Linked DNA regions of Mus musculus: regions 1, 3 and 4 are each linked to region 2. Evidence: chromatin contacts called from public Hi-C and promoter capture Hi-C data. All regions are on one chromosome and are shown on one strand. Each heading gives the region's core, a stretch centred on a gene start, on an enhancer-like site or on the middle of the called end of the contact. The rest is flanking DNA. Distances are from core to core; before and after follow the strand shown. Region 1 overlaps Ppp2r1b (protein phosphatase 2, regulatory subunit A, beta). Region 2 overlaps Dixdc1 (DIX domain containing 1). Region 3 overlaps Alg9 (asparagine-linked glycosylation 9 (alpha 1,2 mannosyltransferase)). Region 4 has its middle 25 kb from the start of Gm32462.

Evidence for each region. Hi-C and Micro-C count contacts between places; a contact is called where the count stands out from the background. Capture Hi-C pulls out chosen DNA fragments and counts their contacts.
Region 1: a promoter capture Hi-C map of liver shows a contact between it and region 2. The contact joins two enhancer-like sites. A contact is called at or near these places in 1 of 115 datasets of contacts at active chromatin or transcription factors (pancreatic cancer cells) and 2 of 9 other capture datasets (liver and pancreatic islet).
Region 3: a Hi-C map of liver shows a contact between it and region 2, with 1.6 times the contacts expected there. The contact joins two enhancer-like sites. A contact is called at or near these places in 3 of 39 promoter capture datasets (the 3T3-L1 cell line and stem cell-derived epiblast-like cells), 2 of 484 Hi-C or Micro-C datasets (the P5424 cell line and liver) and 3 of 9 other capture datasets (adipose tissue, liver and pancreatic islet).
Region 4: a contact with region 2 is called in a promoter capture Hi-C map of liver. The contact joins two enhancer-like sites. A contact is called at or near these places in 1 of 15 datasets of contacts at CTCF or cohesin (CD8 T cells) and 2 of 9 other capture datasets (adipose tissue and liver).

What each region holds. Positions count from the first base shown.
Region 1 is chr9:50,871,389-50,876,241 of GRCm38.p6, forward strand. It overlaps Ppp2r1b (protein phosphatase 2, regulatory subunit A, beta), which reads left to right. Exons shown (of 15, transcript NM_028614.3): 11 at 2,259-2,319. Among named protein-coding and RNA genes, the nearest start is that of Gm25558, 14 kb to the right of the region's middle. Within about 2 kb of position 2,818, at least 22 of the 459 cell types and tissues checked have an H3K27ac peak or open chromatin away from gene starts, as enhancers often do. A contact at or near this core is called in liver, where this site is marked.
Region 2 is chr9:50,689,966-50,695,118 of GRCm38.p6, forward strand. Dixdc1 (DIX domain containing 1) reads right to left here. Exons shown (of 20, transcript NM_001374656.1): 7 at 3,578-3,726. Among named protein-coding and RNA genes, the nearest start is that of Gm39337, 4.7 kb to the right of the region's middle. Within about 2 kb of position 3,421, at least 35 of the 459 cell types and tissues checked have an H3K27ac peak or open chromatin away from gene starts, as enhancers often do. A contact at or near this core is called in liver, where this site is marked.
Region 3 is chr9:50,831,380-50,836,655 of GRCm38.p6, forward strand. All of the region lies in intron 14 of Alg9 (asparagine-linked glycosylation 9 (alpha 1,2 mannosyltransferase)), which reads left to right. Among named protein-coding and RNA genes, the nearest start is that of Ppp2r1b, 23 kb to the right of the region's middle. Within about 2 kb of position 3,887, at least 71 of the 459 cell types and tissues checked have an H3K27ac peak or open chromatin away from gene starts, as enhancers often do. A contact at or near this core is called in liver, where this site is marked.
Region 4 is chr9:50,458,834-50,464,091 of GRCm38.p6, forward strand. No RefSeq gene overlaps it. Among named protein-coding and RNA genes, the nearest start is that of Gm32462, 25 kb to the right of the region's middle. Within about 2 kb of position 3,723, at least 110 of the 459 cell types and tissues checked have an H3K27ac peak or open chromatin away from gene starts, as enhancers often do. A contact at or near this core is called in liver, where this site is marked.

The DNA of each region.
Region 1 (4,853 bases), core at 1,568-4,067, 180 kb after region 2:
CATGGACACTATCTTTCTTGAGGTTTACTTTTTAAGATTTACTTGTGTGTGTGTGTGTGTGTATCTTCCAGTAGTACTATGTCCAATTTTCTGAGGAACCTCCAGACTGACTTCCAGAGTGGTTGTACCAGCTTGCAATCCCACCAGCAATGGAGGAGTGTTCCTCTTTCTCCACATCCTTGCCAGCATCTGCTGTCACCTGAATTTTTGATCTTAGCCATTCTAACTGGTGTGAGGTGGAATCTCAAGGTTGTTTTGATTTGCATTTCCCTGATGACTAAGGATGTTGAACATTTTTTCAGGTGCTTCTCAGCCATTCGGTATTTGTCAGTTGAGAATTCGTTGTTTAGCTCTGTACCCCATTTTTTAATGGAGTTGTTTGAATTTCTGGAGTCCAGCTTCTTGAGCTCTTTGTATATATTGGCTACTAGTCTCCTATCAGATTTAGGATTGGTAAAAATCCTTTCCCAATCTGTTGGTGGCCTTTTTGTCTTATTGACAGTGTCTTTTGTCTTACAGAAGCTTTGCAATTTTATGAGGTCCCATTTGTCAATTCTTGATCTTACAGCACAAGCCATTGCTGTTCTATTCAGGAATTTTTCCCCTGTGCCCATATCTTTGAGGCCTTCCCCCACTTTCTCCTCTATTAATTTCAGTGTCTCTGGTTTTATGTGGAGGTCTTTGATCCACTTAGACTTGAGCTTTGTACAAGGAGATAAGAATGGATCAATTCTCATTCTTCTACATGATAACCGCCAGTTGTGCCAGCACCATTTGTTGAAAATGCTGTCTTTTTTCCAGTGGGTGGTTTTAGCTCCCTTGTCAAAGATCAAGTGACCATAGGTTTATGGATTAATTTCTGGGTCTTCAATTGATCTGTGTGTGTGTGTGTGTGTGTGTGTGTGTGTGTGTGTGTGTGTATGTGTGAGAGAGAGAGAATGGTTTCCTTGTATAGGTATGTGAAGCATATACACGCCTGGTACCTGTGGAAGCAGAGTAATTCCCTAGAACTGGAGTTACAGACCTTTGCGAGCTGCCATGTAGGTGCTGGGAACCAAACCCAGGCCTCGTGTAAGAGCCTCAAATGTCCTGGATGGCTGAGCCATCTCTCTTGCCTCAATAGATGTAGTCTTAGTTTTTCTTTTTGTGTAAATTTTTGGTCAATTTATAAAATGTTCTCAGGACTCCCCAGCCCGGCTCGTAGGCCTGATGAGTGAATAGAGTTAAACTGCAGACTGTCTGAGGAGATGACAGAAACTCCTTAGCCTGGGATACAATAGGAGTCTGAGGACGAAATGCCTGCCAGGATTGGTCAGGCAGGGTGAAGCCGTCCTGGGTAAAGCACAGAGCCCTGGTCATTGGTCAGGAAGGTCTCAGAATTGACCCAGAAGAATACGCATAATGAAGGCAGGCGTGGTGGCTCATGCGTTTAATCCCAGCACTCAGGAGGCAGAGGCAGGTGAATTTCTGAGCTCGAGGCCAGCCTGGTCTACAGAGTGAGTTCCAGGACAGCCAGGGCTACACAGAGAAACCCTGTCTCAAAAACAAAAAACAAAAAACAAAAAACAAAAACACCACCAACAACAAAAAAAAACTGCATAATGGCCTCAGAAGGAAGGCACCCGGAAAGTGTATCCTGGGCTTACCTGTGTGGTGTGTGTGCCCTGTGGCCAGAGGTCTCAGGGTTTGTTCCCAGCTTGTGTGGACTGACCAGCAGGCTGGGGAGCCAGGCTCCAACTCTTACTTCTGCCTTTTGCCCTGTACACTGGTGCCTCCTCTTTTCTCTCCTGCCTTCTGCCATGCCCTAGAAACACTGTCCTCTGTTGGTGTCACTTGGAGTACCCTGCCTCGTGCTCAAGGACTTGTTAACTAGAAAGGAGAGAGGACGACCCCCAAAGCCCTCAGCAGCTATTTTTCTGGGTAACTGGCTTTCCCATGATGTCTGGATTTGTTCTGCAGACTTCCTCCTGTGTTGTGCTGGCCTGTTCTGTTCTGCTCAGCCCTGCGCGTGCGTGTGTGAGTGTGTGGGTGGCTCAGTCCCATCTTCTGTAAGCGCGGCCCTCGGCGCTCACTCCCTTGGTTTTGCTTTCTATGATAGTGTAATGGTTTGTAATTCCATGCTACTGTTTTTATGGCTTTTGTGGTTCAGCTTGTGTGCAGGTGTGCCTTTAGCTCTTAGGTGATTACTGTGCAGTGTAAATAGAACATCTTGTCCTAACTTTGGAAATTTTTACTAATGGAATCTTCTATATCCATAGGGTGTGGAGTTCTTTGATGAAAAACTCAATTCTTTGTGTATGGCCTGGCTTGTGGATCATGGTGAGTAGACAAGTTAAACACAGAGACTGTGGCGAGTCCAGGCTTCTGCATGTTTGTGGTGTTCACACATACTGTTTACAGAGGAACCCTGTGGGATACTCCTTTGCCTTGACAATGTAAGGCGGAAGAAAGGATGGTGAGGTTCCACTGGCTTCCCCTTATTACATAAACATTTCACGTACTTAATTTGGACAGGGTCTCATTGTGCAGCTCTGCCTGTCTCCTGAGTGCTGGGACTAAAGCAGGTGCAAGCTGACTACAGGCTGACATTTGTACTTGCGTTATTTTCTGTTTTAAGTGTGTTTTCTGTGCTGAGTAAGTCTGTCCTCTTCTACTTCCTGCTGCCTTTGAGCTTCAGATTCTTAGCTGGACATTTCCTCCAGCGCCAGGGTTTGCAGCCGACCTGCTGCCATTGGCGTCTTCAGTATCTGAAGAGCAGGCTGAGACTGGACAGACCTGGCTGGAAAGAATTGGCTCCGTGGGCTTTCTGAGATGAGGTGCAAAGGTCCAGTAGTAGTGGGGATGTGTGCTGCACCCTGGGACAGAGCCAGAGCTTCGGGGTTATGAAAGGAAAGCTTATTGTTTCTTCTTTGCCTGCTGCTGCTGTGCTGGCGGATGTAAGCTCAGGCCAGTTGAGATTGGACAGGAATGAGCAGGTGCCTTCCTGGTGATGCCTCAGGGCAGTGTGTGCACATGTCTATCTCCCTGGCAGCTGATGACAGAGGGGCCCTCTGTGCCAGGTCCTAGCCTTAGCAGCTTCAGTATCAGGGAGGGCCTTCAATTTTCATGTGCTATGTCCCGTGGGCTCTGGGTCCGTGTTTTGGTGGGTGTGATAAGCAGCCTGTTGTGGTCCCAGTGTGCTGTGTAGACTCTATAGATTGCTTGCATTTATCTTTGGGTACTTGTGACTAGGTAGTAGGAAAAGAATAAGAATATCTGTGTCTGCTTACACTTGTAGGTGGTTTTGTTAAAAGCGCATTTGCATCATATGTCTAAGAGTGTAAAGGGAGGTTATGAAGCTGTGTATGTCAGTGTGTTAGGGCATGTATGGATACATCTGTACTTTAAATAACAGTGTAGACTTCTTTATTCCTTTTTTCTCGAGTTAAGTTTTTAATTATCATTTATTTAAAAAAAAACTTGGTAAATCATAGGAAAGCATCTGTAAGTATGTATAAGTAGCATGCCTGTATGTGCAAGGAGCGTGCCTGTATGTGCAAGGAGCGTGCCTGTATGTGCAAGGAGCGTGCCTGTATGTGTAAGGAGCGTGCCTGTATGTGTAAGTAGCGTGCCTGTATGTGTAAGTAGCGTGCCTGTATGTGTAAGTAGCGTGCCTGTATGTGTAAGGAGTGTGCCTGTATGTGTAAGGAGCGTGCCTGTATGTGTAAGTAGCGTGCCTGTATGTGTAAGTAGCGTGCCTGTATGTGTAAGTAGCGTGCCTGTATGTGTAAGGAGTGTGCCTGTATGTGTAAGGGGCGTGTCTGTATGTGCAAGGTAAGGAGCGTGCCTGTATGTGTAAGGAGCGTGTCTGTATGTGTAAGGAGTGTGTCTGTGTAAGTAGTGTATCTGTATGTGAGTTTGTGCTTGTGCTCGGGTGTACTCTTGGAGGCCAAAGAGGGCATCGGATCCTGCTTGGGAGCTGGAATTGTTGTTGTGAGCCCTCTGGCTTAGGTACTGAGGGCTGAAATCCAGTCTTCTGTAAGAGCAGTATATATTTTCTTAACCACTAAGGCATCTCCCCATCCAAGAGACTTTTTTATTTAACCAAGTTTACTTTGGGTGTAAGTAGCCCTGTCAGTGGTGTTCCCAGAGACCTTTCTGTTACTTCCTTTGAAAGCAATTAAGGATTAAGACTGGCCTTTTTCTGTCCTTCAAATTAGGAAGGCCTGTTAAGGTTCCAGTCTTCCACAAGTTGAGAAATGACAGCTGTTCTGTGTAGGTGGTGGCTCTATGTGACTTAAGCATCCCGCCTCCTGAGTTCCTTCCAGCTTGGGAGTTAGCAGGTTGGAGTTCATGGACTGCAGGATCCCTGATGCATTGGGTGGCTGGCAGCTGAGAGCGGGCCTTTGCCATGGGCTTCCTCCCAGCTTTTGTAGTTTCGGTTAGATTTTTATAATTTGAAGAAGAGTGATGTTTTGCACCGTAGGTGGTATACAGTGAGTGGTGAGCAGGTTTCTTGGGAACTATCCCTTTATCCCTCCCTGGCATGAAGCTTCTCTGCTGTAAGACTTGAGGAGTCTGGAGAAGCTGGGGGGAGGGTATGAAGGTTGGGTTTCTGTCCGTGGGCAGTGTGACAAGAAGGCAGGGGGGCCAAGCAGTGGTGGCGCATGCCTTTAATCCTAGCACTTGGGAGGCAGAGACAGGTGGATTTCTGAGTTCCAGGCTAGCCTGGTCTACAGAGTGAGTTCCAGGACAGCCAGGGCTACACAGAGAAACCTTGTCTTGAAAAACAAAACAAACAAACAAACAAAAAAGAAGGCAGGGCTCAGTGAGGGAAAGTTAAGTGGTGGGTACCTCATAAATTTATCTTTTAT
Region 2 (5,153 bases), core at 2,171-4,670:
GAGAGGAGGAAACTGAATACCCTGCCACCTGGTTCAGTCTAGAGTCAGGCTTGCTAAGTTTACCACAATAGAAATTGGTGGATGACACAAACACGTCTTTGGAGGAAGCCAGATGATAAATAACCTCTGCCTACTTCCAATGGCCCTGAGGACACACATCTCCTTCTAGAGGTCCCTCTCCCATTTTTAAAGAGTCTCATGTGGGGATGGCTTTGAACTTCTGGTCCTTCTGTCTCTACCTCTCATGTGTTGGGATTTCAAGCATCTACCACTGTGCCTAGTTTACAATCGATACAATCGGACCTAGAACTAACTCCGTGCAAGCTACAAAGGCACTGTACCAACTGAGTTACATACCCAGCCCCATGATACAGGGACCCTCTGCTCTGAGGATTCTTGGTCTCAGAAGAGTAACAAACCTTCCCTATGGAAGTGTCCAAACATATCAACCTGGAGTTGTTCACACACGGCTCTACCAGCTGAAAGGAGATCTAAAATCGTGTGGAATTTTCCTGTCTCAAGATTACAGTATATTACAGTGAACTGTCTGAAATCCACTGAAAAATACAGTCTTGGTACTATTTGCTTTTTTTATTTGTTTGTTTTAATAGTTCTGCATTTCACCCCCGGAGGTGTCGTGAATAGATCTTTACAGAGATGGCCTCATTCATTTCAATGCCAGGCTGTTTTTCATTAGAGTATTAAGAAGTAGAAAGGGGAGGGGCAGATATACCCAGCTCAGGCAGCTCAGGTAGCTCAGGCTTTTGGGCCCTGTACATTGCCTCTCCCAAGAACCCATGGCTGACACTGCAGTAATAGTTTGTAATCTCATTCCTTTCCTTCAAAATTTATTTTGAAATGTATTTTTATTATTGATTGATTCGAGGTAAGTCCTCACTATGTAGCCTTGGATGATCTGGAATTCACTGTGTATCCTAGGCTGGACTCAAACTCAGAAAGATCTATCTGCTTCTGTCTCCATACAGCATTTTGCTCTGATAAAGTTTATTTTTATTTTTAATGTCTCTGCGCGGGCTTGTGCATGTGACTTCAGTGCCCACAGACACTAGAAGAGGGTGTTGGATAGCCTAGAGATGGAGTTACTACAGTCACTGTCTGACGTGGGTGCTGGGACACAAACTCAGGTATTCTGTAAGAGCGGTACACACTCTTAGCAGCCAAGCCATCTTTCGTGTGTGTGTGTGTGTGTGTGTTCATGTATGCATGCAAGTCACAGCATACACAGGGAGGTCAGAGGACAGCTTTCAGGAATCAGGAATCAGGAATCAGGAATCAGTTCTTTCCTTCCACATGTGGGTTCGAGATGCGACTCAGATTCTCAATCTTAGCCGCCCAGGCTTTGCCTGTGGGGCCATCTCACCAGCCTTGGAATCTTTTTTTTTTTTTTTTTTTTTTTTTTTTTTTTTTTTTTGGTTTTTTGATACAGGGTTTCTCTGTATAGCCCTGGCTGTCCTGGAACTCACTTTTTAGACCAGGCTGGCCTCGAACTCAGAAATCTGCCTGCCTCTGCCTCCCAAGTGCTGGGATTAAAGGTGCCTCTGCCTCCCAAGTGCTGGGATTAAAGGCGTGCACCACCACGCCCGGTTTGGAATCTTATTCTTAGAGCAGCTTTCTGGTATACTTAGGAGCCTGAATTTAGACCTGCCTGCTCAAGGAGGCCTTATGAAATGTTATCAGGTGAGTTAAGGATGGGAAACTGTGTTCTCCTTGTCAGAGTTTTGTTTCAACTTTAAAGACAGCTTCAGAGGATAAATACAACCTGTTTTAATAAATATAACACAAATTCATCAGACATGTTGATGGAGAATGTTTAAAATTCGGCCAATAACAGGCAAACTTTGTATGCCCCAGTACAGGGGAACGCCAGGGCCAAAAAGGGGGAGTGGGTGGGTAGGGGAGTGGGGGTGGGTGGGTATGGGGGACTTTTGGTATAGCATTGGAAATGTAAATGAGCTAAATACCTAATAAAAAATGGAAAAAAAAAAGAAAAAGAAAATGTAATGTAAAAAAAAAATTCAGCCAATGTTTTCTCCACTAAACACTGATAATAATGTCTGAGAAAATCAAATGAACTTTGTTTTCCCATGGAATCATGGGGAGCGGCATGGGTAAGCAAGCACACAGCCTCCGGGCTGCAGGGAACTGCAGAAGCCGAGACACTGAAAGAACAGTAACCCCAGCGGCAGACTGCTCAATGGTCTCTAATGGTGGCAAACTAATAAGTCACAAATATTGCGTGTGGCTTGATATCCAACTTGTTCATCACTGAAGCAGCTAAGAAGTCGTGGGATGCTGTGAGCCCTTCCTCGGTGACAATGGATCCTCCTTGTCATCGAGCGGCAGTGACTTCCAACTCCCCTGTTTGGAGGAAATATTAGGCCGCTCGCTGCTTGTCAACTCTCTTCCTTTTTTTGTTATTTCTGTTTCATCAGTCACTGAGTTTCTCCTAAACCAAGGAACACAAACCAAACAGAGCCAAACTGATAGCTATACATACCTTGCTCAAATAACGCAAACTGTTCCAGGGGAGAAAAACCTGGTTAAGCAACCCCACCCCCAAATTCATGGAACACTTCCTACTGAAACAAGAGTAAGTCATTAAGTACTCATTACTGGAGTGGCAGAAAGGGATTTTTAAAAATTATTTATTTATTTTATTTTATTTTTAAACACAGAGCAAGGAGCAGATACCATAAACCTGAGGAATGTTTACGATATAAACTTTCCTCCAATTGGCCTGGGTTCTGGGGCATACATTATGCAAATCACTTTACAGAAGCACCAATCTCCTTTTTTCTTTAGGAACCCTTTGTTTACCCACCCTGTCAGTGGCGGGGAGCACGCCCTCCACCTTCCACCCTCCACTGCCTGCCAGAGCCTCACACATAATGTGGGCTTTGTTTACGTGTCCATAAATATTTCACAATTCAAAACCAGTGCAGCTCCCAGCACAAACAGGATGGAATATTCCGAGGTAATTTCAGGGTCGTCAGCACACTACAAGGGCTCCTCCAAACAGAGCCAATCGAACAAGGACAGAGGGTCGAGGGGGTCATGGTGGGCTCTATGTCAAGTGGGTCAGCCAATGTCTGGGGGAGATTTCCCTAGCTGATAGCACAGGTGCAGGGACAAATGAAGGGCTTTGTTTGTTCAAGGGAAACCTCTGCTACCAGGGCACTTGCCTTGGCATCAGGTGAGGAAGCAGCCAAGTCCCTCAGCTAGACACAAATGGGAACCTGGTGGCTTTACTACCTTCTTCTCCCTGTCCGCTGCAGAATTCCTGGGTGACAGTCTTTGTTAGAAGTTGCAGTTGGAGGTCGGGAAGTGCATAAAAGACACCTACCTACACAGCAGGGGCCAGCCAGAGCTTGCACAAATCCTAACAGCTGGACGGTAAACAAGAGTCCCAAAGTCCACTTAAAACATTCACCAACAAGGAATTCTCAGTCTTTAGGAGAGCTCACACACAACTAGAATCAGGTGCAAACGGATACTACCAACTTGAAAGGAATAATTAGCTAGGGCACAGAGGACAAACTGCGAAGGAGAGAGCTACCTGGAGTCCTGAAATCATTTTCTTTGCTTCCTCCATTTCTTTTTCTAAGTGTTCTTGTTGCTCCAACAGCTGTTCTTCCCATGTGGCTTCCAGGTAGGTTCCCCGGCTCCCAGGTCTCCAGTCTCGGGATGATGGAGAGTCTGGCTCATCTGCAAGATGAAAGGTGGAACCATAGTTCATGTTGAAGAATAATTTCCAGCAGACTGCGCGCGGCGTACTTCACAGGTTCAGGTCACCTGCTTTCTGAACCTGTCTGCACAGACACACTGGGCTCTCCACTAGGTGGGGTTGTGAGGCACAAAGAACTGGCTGTTAATGAGGTACCAGGCTCAGGAAAGCACGGGCTTGGGGTGGAAAGTCGATCGCCTTCACCCCCTAGGAAGCAGCTGGGCTCCTGCCACAGGGACCTGTTACAGCACAAAAACTCCCAACTCTGGAATTAACACCCTAGAGTCAGCCTTAGCTTCCCCTCATAACGGACTATAATTTCCAAGTAAATTACCCTTTCCTCTCCTAATCACTTTTGGTAGTGGTGGGTTTTTCGTTTGTTTGTTTGTTTGTTTGTTTGTTTTTATCACAGTGACTGACAGAAACCCTAGCTAAGATGAACTTGTTCCTCTCACCCCTTGGAGCCATAACTAAGCCCTTTTCACACAACATCGTGTGAGTCAATCCTGAAAGAAAATTATTTCCTTGTCTTTAAGACTCTTTGAGTGCCAGAGAAGGGGGATGCGAGAGGGGTGAGGGGGGAGTGGTTGGGTGGATAGAGGAGCACCCTCTTAGAGGCAAGGGGGAGAGGGAGGATGGTTCATGGAGGGGAGATTGGAAAGGGGGATAACATTTGAAATGTAAACAAATAAAATGATTAATAAATAAAAAAAGAAACAAACAAAAACAAAAAGAAAAAAATACAAAAAAAAAAACCAACCCAAAAAACAAAAAAGGCAAAAAGACCTCTTTGCTCCAGCATCCTTGTCTGCTTTGTACTAATTCCTACATGCATTGCCACTTACTGTGCATTATGGAATACAGAAGGTGTAAACTCTTTGAGCGAGCTTCTGTATTTCTAAGAAGTGCACAGTGACCATCTGAGTTGTAGGAGTAAAGATTTTAATGTAGGGCAGGTTGTGGTGGCCCATGCCTTTAATCGCAGCTCTATGGAGGGAGAGGCAGGTGGATCTCTGTGAGTTCGAGGCCAGCCTGGTCTACAATACAAAGAGTCCAGGACAGCTAGGGCTCTGTTACACAGAGAAATCCTGTCTCAAAATAAATAAATAAATAAATAATTTAATGTAAAGATGAAGAGGTAAAGCAGAAAGGACCCAGCAGTATCCAATAAACACTCCCTCCTCTCTCTTCGTAGCCTTAAGAGTTTGACTCTGTGGGTGACTCTTGGGCCTTTGAGACAGGGTCTCACAGTGTAGCCCAGGTTGGCTTGGAACTCACTAGGTAGTTTAGATGGCCCCAAATTTGTGACCCACCAGTCTCCATCTCCTGAGTACTGAGAGTACAGATGTGCACCCCTGTTCTCTGTTGCATGTTTATGGACATTTTGGTTCAAACTATGTACTTCTGG
Region 3 (5,276 bases), core at 2,637-5,136, 140 kb after region 2:
AGAATAATGTGAGTGCCAGCACATTAGAATCCATACCCTTGAGAGAATGTTACTGGAGAACCTTTGCAGGAGAGAAGCAACTTAAAGTTTATTAGCATGTCTTTGTGTTGGGGGCAGCTTTTAATATGCTGGATCCCCGTGGCTGCGTGTGGAAGGCCGTTCTGTGTTGAATGGTATAGAAGGTAGGCCTTGGCTGCTGGACTCTGGAGACATGATTCACCCATTGGGAGCATGGCAGCCTGTGTCCTCTTTTCTGAACTGGCTTCTCTGCTTTCCAGAGGCCTACAGACCCCAGGCCTTCTAGCTGGAGCATCCAGGCAGAAGATTTCAGTGACCAACTTGTCGCTCTGTACAGGTGGGGTTGGTTCTAGCCCCAGCTTCTAGACCTTGAGCCTCTCACGACAGAGTCTAGCTGTGCTTATAAGGACTGTGTGCCTGGTAACCTCCAAGGCCAGAAGAGGGTGTCACATGCCCTGGCATTGAAGTTGCAGATGGATGTAAGCTTCCACATGGGTTCTGGGAATTGAACTGGTTTCTGGAAAAGAAGCCAGTGCTTTTAACTGCTGAGACATCTATCCAGCCCCAACCGAAAATGTTCAGATTTGCTATCCTATAGCCAGCCCATGTTACATCCTTTATTAAACGAGGGTTTTTTTTTTTTTTTTTTTAATTCTTTGAACCAGGACATAATTGCTACTTGTATAAAGTAGCTTGACATGTGGGTGGATGTAATATCTCCTCTAAGAGTCCCTGAGAGGAGTGAAGGAGAGTGCTGGAATAAACCAGTGGCTCAGTGGTGAGTGCAGAGCCCCAGAGCCTGGTGGGAATGCCTCTCCAGGCAGTTGACATTGGCCTTCTGAAGAGTGGGGTCTGTGTGCAGCTTTGGAAATGGTCTAAAGTCTCTGCACTGCTTTGTGTGACACCCTCTACCTGTGGGCGCTGCGCATACGCACTTCCGTTTTGTTTGCATGGCTTCCATCTGTGCCTCTTCCATTTTGGAGCATTCTGGGGCCCCATCCAGCTGAATTCTAGACTTGCATGATTAGAGGCTTCAAACATTCTGGGGGAACTTAGGCAGGGTTTCAAACTCCTGCAGATTTAATTACAGGTGAGGAACAGAGGCAGGTTAAACCAGCAGCTGGCTGGGTAGAGTAGGGGCCCTTTCTAGTCAAAGACCTCAATTGCAGCCTCAGTTGTAGGTGGGGGTATGCATGATGGATGGTATTTGCTGCTTTGCTCTTTCATCGCCCAGCACAGAAACCTGAACTTTAGCTGGCTAATCTAGAGAATGTCTGTAGACAGTGTGTGGCTTTTTAATTACCTTCCAGCAGAGGTAAACCCAGCAACTCTGAGGCCTGAGAACCATTGCACCCGTACACCTTATCCATTTGTGTCCTCTGTGATAGGGTGGTCTGTGTGCTCTGTGATAGGGTGGTCTGTGTGCTCTGTGATAGGGTGGTCTGTGTGCTCTGTGATAAGGTGGTCTGTGTGCTCTGTGATAGGGTGGTCTGTGTGCTCTGTGATTGGGTGGTCTGTGTGCTCTGTGATAGGGTGGTCTGTGTGCTCTGTGATTGGGTGGTCTGTGTGCTCTGTGATAGGGTGGTCTGTGTGCTCTGTGATTGGGTGGTCTGTGTGCTCTGTGATTGGGTGGTCTGTGTGCTCTGTGATAGGGTGGTCTGTGTGCTCTGTGATAGGGTGGTCTGTGTGCTCTGTGATTGGGTGGTCTGTGTGCTCTGTGATTGGGTGGTCTGTGTGCTCTGTGATAGGGTGGTCTGTGTGCTCTGTGATAGGGTGGTCTGTGTGCTCTGTGATTGGGTGGTCTGTGTGCTCTGTGATAGGGTGGTCTGTGTCCTCTGTGATAGGGTGGTCTGTGTGCTCTGTGATAGGGTGGTCTGTGTGCTCTGTGATAGGGTGGTTTGTGTGCTCTGTGATAGGGTGGTCTGTGTGCTCTGTGATTGGGTGGTCTGTGTGCTCTGTGATAGGGTGGTCTGTGTGCTCTGTGATAGGGTGGTCTGCTTAGTGGGAGCCAGCAGAGGCAGAACTGTTTATTTCTGTACAATAACAGGTTTACCAGAGTATGTGTTGTGAAGGTTAGGTTAGTTGGAAGCTTACTGCAGTGTGACAGTCACCCATTCTTATAGCTGTAAAGGAAGACCACAGCTGGCTCCTGGCCAGCTCTTCCTCAGGGTCTCTCTTGCATTGGCCATCAGATGCTAACTGAGGCATTACCACTCTCTCACCCACACCTCTGGCCCCTGAGACTAGCTCTCGGCTGGATCTCAGAGGAGGCTATCACCCAGAGTTCCTGCCTGTGGCTTTCCTTTCACATGGGGGCTGCACTCCATTGCTGTTAGGACTCAGCCTTGGAAGACTTCTCCCTCATCCTGCTGCTGGTGGGAAGCAAGCCCCAGCCATGCTCAAGGGATGAAGAGTTGTATGGACATGTTATAAAATCTCCTCAGCTTCTCTAATGCCGTTCTCCTCCTGAACTATTTTTCAATTCAAAGATTTCTGACTAGACGGAACGGGGCAGCCCTGAAGGCCATTTCCCCTTCCTCCCCAGATGGACAGGAGACCACATCCTGGGCAGGCAGGCTTTGATGCACAGTGCAGATGCTATCTGGTCTTTAGGGAAGAATCCGTTGAATCAGTTTCTCCACATGACCAGCGAGTGGTGGGCTCTAGTGCTTTTTCTGTATGCCAGGCACTGTGGTGCCTCGCCTCCCTCACTGGTGCCGAGGAGAAACAGGAACGGCAGAATTCATGTCCTGTTACACTGTCAGCTCACTGCTCTCACAGTCTTTCATTCTCTGTCAGCTTCTGCCTGCTGTCTCCCCTTCAGCTCCTGCCCCTCCCCATTTCCCCCAAATACTTTTCTCAGATCTCCATCTAACATAGCTACCCTTGGCCAGATTTGGCTTCAAACTCCTTGCATGTTGCCTAATGTCTTAGTTCCCTAATCATTCAAATCTGCTGACATTTAGGAAGAGCAAATTGAACAAACCTTTTAATCCTTGTGGAGTCCAGCAAGCTCTGCTTTCTGTTGTTGTGGAAAGACATCTCCACATCTCCTCACTGAGCCAGTGCTGTAGACGGACGAGGAGATTCAGTGCTTCAGGTTGGCCCTGGCTTTAAGCTAATGGACCAAGCAACTGACAAGCAACTGACATCATCAGTTTTGTTCCAGCTTCTTTATGATTCTCAGCATATTAGAGGCTCTTAAATATATGACTTGGTGGGCTTTACAGTCTTTTTATTATTTTTACATTTTTATTACTTATTTTTTTATTATCTGTGTGTGAATGCATGAATGCATGTATGTATGTGTACGCACTGAGATTTGCAGGTGGTTGTGAGCCTCCTGTTATAGATGCTGGGAACCGAACACCAGCTCCCCAGAAGAGCAGCAAGTCCTCCTCGCTGCTGGGCCATCTCTCTAGCCCCTAGATTTACTTTCTTAGAGCTGGATTTATGTAATGGTGAAAAGGAGGCAGGAGCAAGGTAAGGGTCTTGTCAGAAGCCTGAACCTTAGTGAAAGAAAAACTGTTGCGGCGAAGTATACTTGTTATTTATTTCAAACTTTAAAGCTTGCCAGAGTCTTTTTCTTGAGATGGTTTCCAGTGCTCTTCTGCCACATGGATAAAGCCCAGATAAGGTTCTGAGGAGCAGGACTGAGCCTGCGAGACACTGTCGTGTGCTGCCTGTATCCCTCATTCACTACCAGATGGGAAAAGACTGAAGAGCACTTCCCCCAACCCTTGGCAGGACCGCAGGTCAGAAGGCTCCAGTTGCCTAACAGCAAGTCTTTCCCAACCCCACTGTTCTGAACGTTGGCTAAAGGTGACTGGTGCAGAAGCTAGGGTGTTATGCCAGATGCTGTACACGTCAGGAGCATGAGTCCCTACATACCCATGCCTGTGCTTCAGTAGACTTCTGACCTAGCCACCTCACAGCTCCTTGGAGGTCACTCTGAGTGGTCAGCACGGTGGCCCGAGTGCTGGATAGACTGCTGAAAGTTAAGTGTTATACCAGTCACATGGGTCAGGGCGACTTGGCAAACTCTGTGAACTAGAACCCGACAGGTCATTTGGCCTCTAGAATGCCATTGCTTTTGTTAACATGGGCACTCTGAATCAGCTGTGCCGCCATCCCATGGGCCACTGTAGCTCCCTCCCTCCTTCCTCCCACACTGTGTAGTTTCCTGCTTTGCTCTGCTCTGCCTCATGGATTTAGGACTAAAATGTTTGAGAAGAAAACAGAACCTGTTTTTGCTTTTGAAGCTCCGTTTCCTTGTGGAGGTGAGCATTGGATGCTAGGGGAGCAGACTAGATCATCTGATTTGAGAGGCTGGCCTTTTCTTCCACGTGTAGACTCAGGAGTGTTTTCCACGGGAGAGTTCTAAAAGCTGGAGATGCAGCATTGTGTCCTGTCCCTAGGCGGGCCCTCCAGCAAGTACAGCATGTTAGCCATGCTCCTGTGTCCACGCTTGTGAAATAGGGGTGTGAATTATCTCTGGAGTGCTTACTGACTATAAAGCAATGTCCTCACCCCGTGTCCCCCCCAAAGGCTGTTAAAGCACCCTTATGTTTGCCCATACAAGCCTTTTGAAAGTTAGCAGTGCTCAGTAAAGGATAGGTTGAGTATAACTGAACGTGAAGGAAAACCCAGATTGTCTTTAGAGCTAAAGGTGCTTTGAAGGGCCAGTTCTGCACTGAGAGGTATAGAAAACATCTCACCGAAAATTGCACTACATGGAAGAGACAGCAAAGAGCAGTTCCAGGAAGTACTCAGTGGGGCTGAACCAGCAAGGCTAAATGTGGTTTTAATGTTTGAGTGAGGGAATTAGTGGCTGGATGGACAGACAGACAGGTAGAAATGGGAGGGAAACCCATTGAGTGCAGTCTAAGCAAATTGACTCAGTATTTCCACTTGCACCGGCTGGTGGTTTCGGGGGAGACTAGCTGCCAGTCTTCTGCTCATGTCAGCAAGTACAGACTTAAGTCTCCACAGCAGGGTGCTCTCAGACCCCGATAAATGGGATGGTCATTGAATCAGAGCACATTCTGAGCTGTCAGCTAGTTATGCTGCTTGGACATGTTTTGTGCATAGCTGATCCATTCCAGCATTGCTTAAGAGCCTCTCTTACTGGGGTAGAGTGTTTGGGTTTCTATGATGGTGACACCTATCTTACATCTTGTTCCTTACTGATTCAGTTATAGTCAACCTACTATCCTTTGTTGAACAACTCTAATGTTCAGCGCTTGTGTTCTTTCAGG
Region 4 (5,258 bases), core at 2,473-4,972, 230 kb before region 2:
TTGATCTTACACTTGCCAATGTGGAGAGTCTGCTTCATGTAAAATAAAATAAAATTATCATTATTATTATTATTATTATTATTATTATCATTACACTAGTGTGTGTTTAGAGCCATTTCAGAAGCTATTGGAAGTCCTGTCTTAATCATACGCCAAAGTTCACTAGAAGATTTTTTGATGAAATTCACCAGATCCGGCAGCAACTTTTCAAATCAAGTTTCCTAACACAGTACAATCTCAAGACGATTGATATTTGAAGCTGAGGAGTTGAGGAAATAGGAAGAAAAGCCTTTGTTTTCCAAAGCTAAACCATTACCTTTCTCAAAGAACGGAAGCTGTCCCACAGTAAAAACCCTGTCACTGGTAGCATACGAAGATTCGAATCTGAGCAGAGGGGCCACGGGCAGCACTTGCTGGTGCGGTAATGGCACGTACAGTGCAAAGAGTGTGTGTTGACTCTCCAGGAGACCGCAGTGCAGCCCCTTGATGTAGCGTGGAACAGCACAGCCAGACACACCGAGATTTGCTGCATGCTTTTTTGAGTTAACTTTTGATTGCTGTACTTCGAGGCACCTTTGACTGTTCCCAAGTCCCCTTCCAACTCCACATGCGCCTATGCAATGGGCCATAGCCTGTTTAGGAAGCTAGACTACATACACCATCAGCATCCTAACTGGCCTCTCAGGCTCCAGGACCCTCAGACCTTGAATGAATCCCCTGAGCACTGGCTGCCTCTGGCTCTATAGACATTTGCTCTTATTCTTCCTGTAGTGAGTCTTCTACACCACAGAAACATAACTAGAGCTCTGCAGGTCCTAAGTCCAGAAAGGGTTTCACTTTGCTGGATCCAAAGTGTCATTCGACCTGTGTTTTCTGGTGACTGTAGGGAAAACCCCATTTCCTTCCCCTTTTCACTTCCCTTGGCTCTAGCCTTCTTTCTTTCTCCTCCCTTTTCTCCCCCCTCCCCCACCCTCTTTAAGCAGAGCTCTCACTACCTCACTGTGTTTCTCAGACTGGCCTCAAACTCTTGGACTCGAAGTATCCTCCTTTCTCAGCCTCCAAAGTAGGCCAGCATCCTCTTTGGTCCTTAAAGACAGAGACACCTGAACAAGTCAAGGGTCTCTAACATGACATGGCTGTTGCCCTTCTGCCTCTTCCTCTTTCCCATTTTAGGACACTGGTGGTTGTGTCAGGACTCCCCCAGTATCTTTTCAGATACTCTGATTTCAGATATTCTGATAGACCCACTAGCATCCAACACCTTCACAGGTTCCAGGGATTAGAAAGAGGCCATCGCATGAGGTCATTATTCTGTCTACCACATACAACAGTCTCCAACACTGTTTAGGATTAACCACCAAGCCATGGTCAGCATATTCCAAGGAATATTTCCTCCCTGGAGAATACCTTGGGTTTCCTCTTCCTTTTACGTTTTCCTTTGCAAATCGTCTCCACACAGTGAAATCCTCACTGAAGAACAAGCTACACTCATGGTGGTCACAAGCACTGGGCAACTGGTTCAGTGCCCAGAGGCACTTGGGAAGGCTTGGGTGCAAGGGCTGAAGGCCAGCCCAGGCTCAGCTCTCCACACTGCTCACTGTGCTTCAGCCAGCAGAAGGGAAGCTATCATGCTCAAAGGGACTAGGCTTTTTCTAACACATCTGGCCAGGGGGGACATATAGAATACTTCAAACTTTTCCCCTCACCACACCATTCTCTAACTCACTGGGTCCCATGCTTCCCATTTATTATAATGTTGTACTGGCTGGCTTTGTGTCAACTTGACACAGGCTGGAGTTATCACAGAGAAAGGAGCTTTAGTTGGGGAAATGCCTCCATGAGATCCAGCTGTAAGGCATTTTCTCAATTAGTAATCAAGAGAAAAGGGCCCCTTGTGGGTGATGCCATCCCTGGGCTGAGAGTCCTGGGTTCTATAAGAGAGCAGGCTGAGCAAGCCAGGGGAAGCAAGCCAGTAAGTAACATCCCTCCATGGCCTCTGCATCAGCTCCTGCTTCCTGCTTGAGTTACAGTCCTGACTTCCTTGGTGATGAACAACAACGTGGAAATGTAAGCTGAATAAACCCTTTCCTCCCCAACTTGCTTCTTGGTCATGTTTGTCCAGGAATAGAAACCCTGACTAAGACAAATGCCTTATACATATTTACTATTATAACACTTGTCAAAATGTATCAGCTTCAATGTCCTCTTGGTTGCCTGGGGACCCGGATGTGTAAAACTGTTACCATGTGTATTTAAATAAGCTTAGATCAGCACTTGTCAGATTGTTCCCATTTCTCCGCATCAAATTGTTCACTATTTCTCCAACAAGGCTACGGAGCAGCATCTGCATACATGGCCTGGTAATAGGTGTTAGGGACAAATGGTAGCATCCAAGGAAGCAAACAGTGAGGGCTTGCATCCTACAGGGTACAAATCTGCTCCTCAAACGAGTGTAATCTAGCACGGCTCCCTCGGCAGCTGCTCAAATCAGGAAATTCTGAAAGAAAAAAAAAAGAGAGAGAGAACTTGGGGAAAGATGATCCTTCAGCTTGGTAATTTTTACTTTTTATTTTTACTTTTTAAATTATGTATGCATAGTGGGTGAGTGCAGGTGCCTAGAAAATCCAGAAGAAGGCAACAGATCCCCTGGAACAGGAGTTAGGGGTTTCAGGAACTGGACTCAAGCCCTCTCCTCTGCAAGTGCAGTACGTGTTCTTAAGTACTGAGCCGTCTCTCCAGACCCAACTTGATGAATTTTTTTAAGTGAATTCAACACAGTATATAAAATGCAGTGGTTTGGAGCTCTAATGTCCTTCAGACCCAGGCTCCTGGTTATCCTCACAGTATCTTGAAGATTTCTTCCCCTGTGTAATGGGAGCAAATTCTTAGAGTGGGTTTGTGAGGACCTGGCAAGTCAGGCCTCCCAGCAAGGGTCTGAGGCTGAGACAAGGAGGGGCTGGGAGGGGTTGCTTCTCTTCCATCTCTTTGAGAGCCACAAGGCAGCAGCATCCTTTCTGGAACCAAGTAGGCTCCTTCAAGGCAAGGTGATGTTTCACAAGGTTCACATGATAACCACAGTTCACAGAAGCAGGCCACAGGAGTGAACACTGTATGGGGGATTAGGGGAGATTAAGGAGAAATCCAGAGATGGCTCAGTGGGTAAAAGGCCTGATGACCTGAGTCTCAACCTCGATTCCATAGCCAGATGTGGTGTCTCACATCTGTAATCCCATCTCTCCTGAAGTAAGACTGAAAGTGGAGACAGCAGAATACCTGGAAAGTCGTGGGCCAGCTATGAGTTTCAGTAAGAGATGGGCCACCAGAGTAACAGGAATAAGAATTACCCTGACTCAGCAAGGTAGAAGGAGAAAAGAGACCCCTGAAATTTGTCCTTTGACCTGCCATTGCCTGCCAAACACACACACACCATATTTACACATCATACATACCATACATACACACATCATACATAGCACAAACAGTGCACACACACACACACATACCACACGCACAAACATAACATACATAAACATACCACACACACACACACACACACATAAATAAAAGTGTATTCTAAAGAAAAGAAAAAGAAATCTGAGAGAAGTCAGCCTGCAAACCACTGAGAGGACACAGGGAAAGGTCATGGGTGCCTACAGCTGCTTCTCTAAGCAGAGGTAGACCGATAGCCAAGAGTTGCAAGGAGGAACTTGGTTGCTCAATACAGGAATCGTTGGAACGAGAGTTGATCGGGCTGACGCAGGCCATCATTTGGGTGTGAAATAGATGGGGCCTGTGATGGGAAATCATGGTTGTCAACTTGGCTGCATTACAACCAAGCTATCACAGACCCACACCTCTGGGTGGGTGTGCCGGTTCCGGAGAGCAGTTAACTGAGGGGGAGTTTCACCTTAAATGCGGGTGGTGCGCAGGAGTCGAAGGCCTGGAGAGAAGGAAGAAGGAAAGGAGCTGGCGCAGGCCGCGAGGGCATTCCCCTTCCTCTGCTTCCTGGTTGCCTGTGGCACAAGCAGGTCGGCTCTGCCACCTGCAGCGCCCCACTCTCTTGACCTTCTGAAGCCCCGAGGCAAAACAAATCCTTCCTCTGTCGGCTACTTCATCGTAATTAAGCAAAAGTAACTAGTAAAAGTAACCAATACAGGACATAAGTGGGCTTTGGCTGGATTTTGAGGGAGTTTTTTGTTTGTTTTTGTTTTTGTTTTTGTTTTAGCTCTGAGAAGTGATCTGGAGCCCATTCTTGCCTGGGTCTTCATAGGCCGTACTACTATCTGCCACCAGGGGGCACAGGTGCTCCAAAAGAAGCAGTTGCTGTAGGGTTTTTGTTGTTTTGTTTTTTTCTTTTTTCTTTTTTTTTTAACTCATTTATTTTATGTGTGTGGATATTTTGCCCACATGCATATGTGTGCACCACACGCATGCCTGGTGCACACGGTAGTCCAAAGAGGCTGTCTTATTCCTAGAATAAGCACCAGCCAGCCAGCCATGTTAACTGCTTTGGGTTCCCTCCCATGACAGAATCCTCCTGTTAAGTATAACAGCCAGCAGCAGCAGCAGATAAACCGAAGAAATGAGTTCAAGGAAGCAGCCTGCAGTGTGTTGAGGATGTTTGAGTCATAAATGAAATGGACCCAGTCATACGGAGTCATATGAAGGTGAACTACCTATTCGCAGCTGGCACAGCTGACTGCTGGAGCAGCATCCGTTGGCTGAGCCCACCCACTCAGAGGACCAGAAACACACGGAACCAATCCTGGTGGCTCATTTCTATTGGGGGGCATAGCCAAAGAAGCATGGCCCTAACTGAGAGCCTTTGAAGCTGTTGACTGGGCAAACATCATTCTCTTCCTGGAATAACTGGAGGTGGGGTGCAGCATCTGCAGGAGAGGGCAAAACTGGGTCCAGCGTTCTCAGTAGGAGGTAGTGCAAACATTTCCTCCAAGCCATAGATACCGAGGAACCAGCTTCTTGTTTGCAGCTGCATGGTGCAGCATGGCAGGTTTGCTCTCTGGACATGATGGGTGTTGAGGGCACAGGGCAGGGGACAGCCCTGATTGTCAACCAGGATTGTCTGCTGCAGCATTGCACCAACTTCTGTGGCTTCCTACAGGAGCAAACTACTTTTCTGAGAGGTTCATCTAAAAAGAATCCAACTGAAGCAAGTTGACCCTTCTGGCTTAGTACCCAATAATAGAACACGCAGATTTTTTTAAAAATTAATTTTGGAAAAGAAAAAAATGTCATTA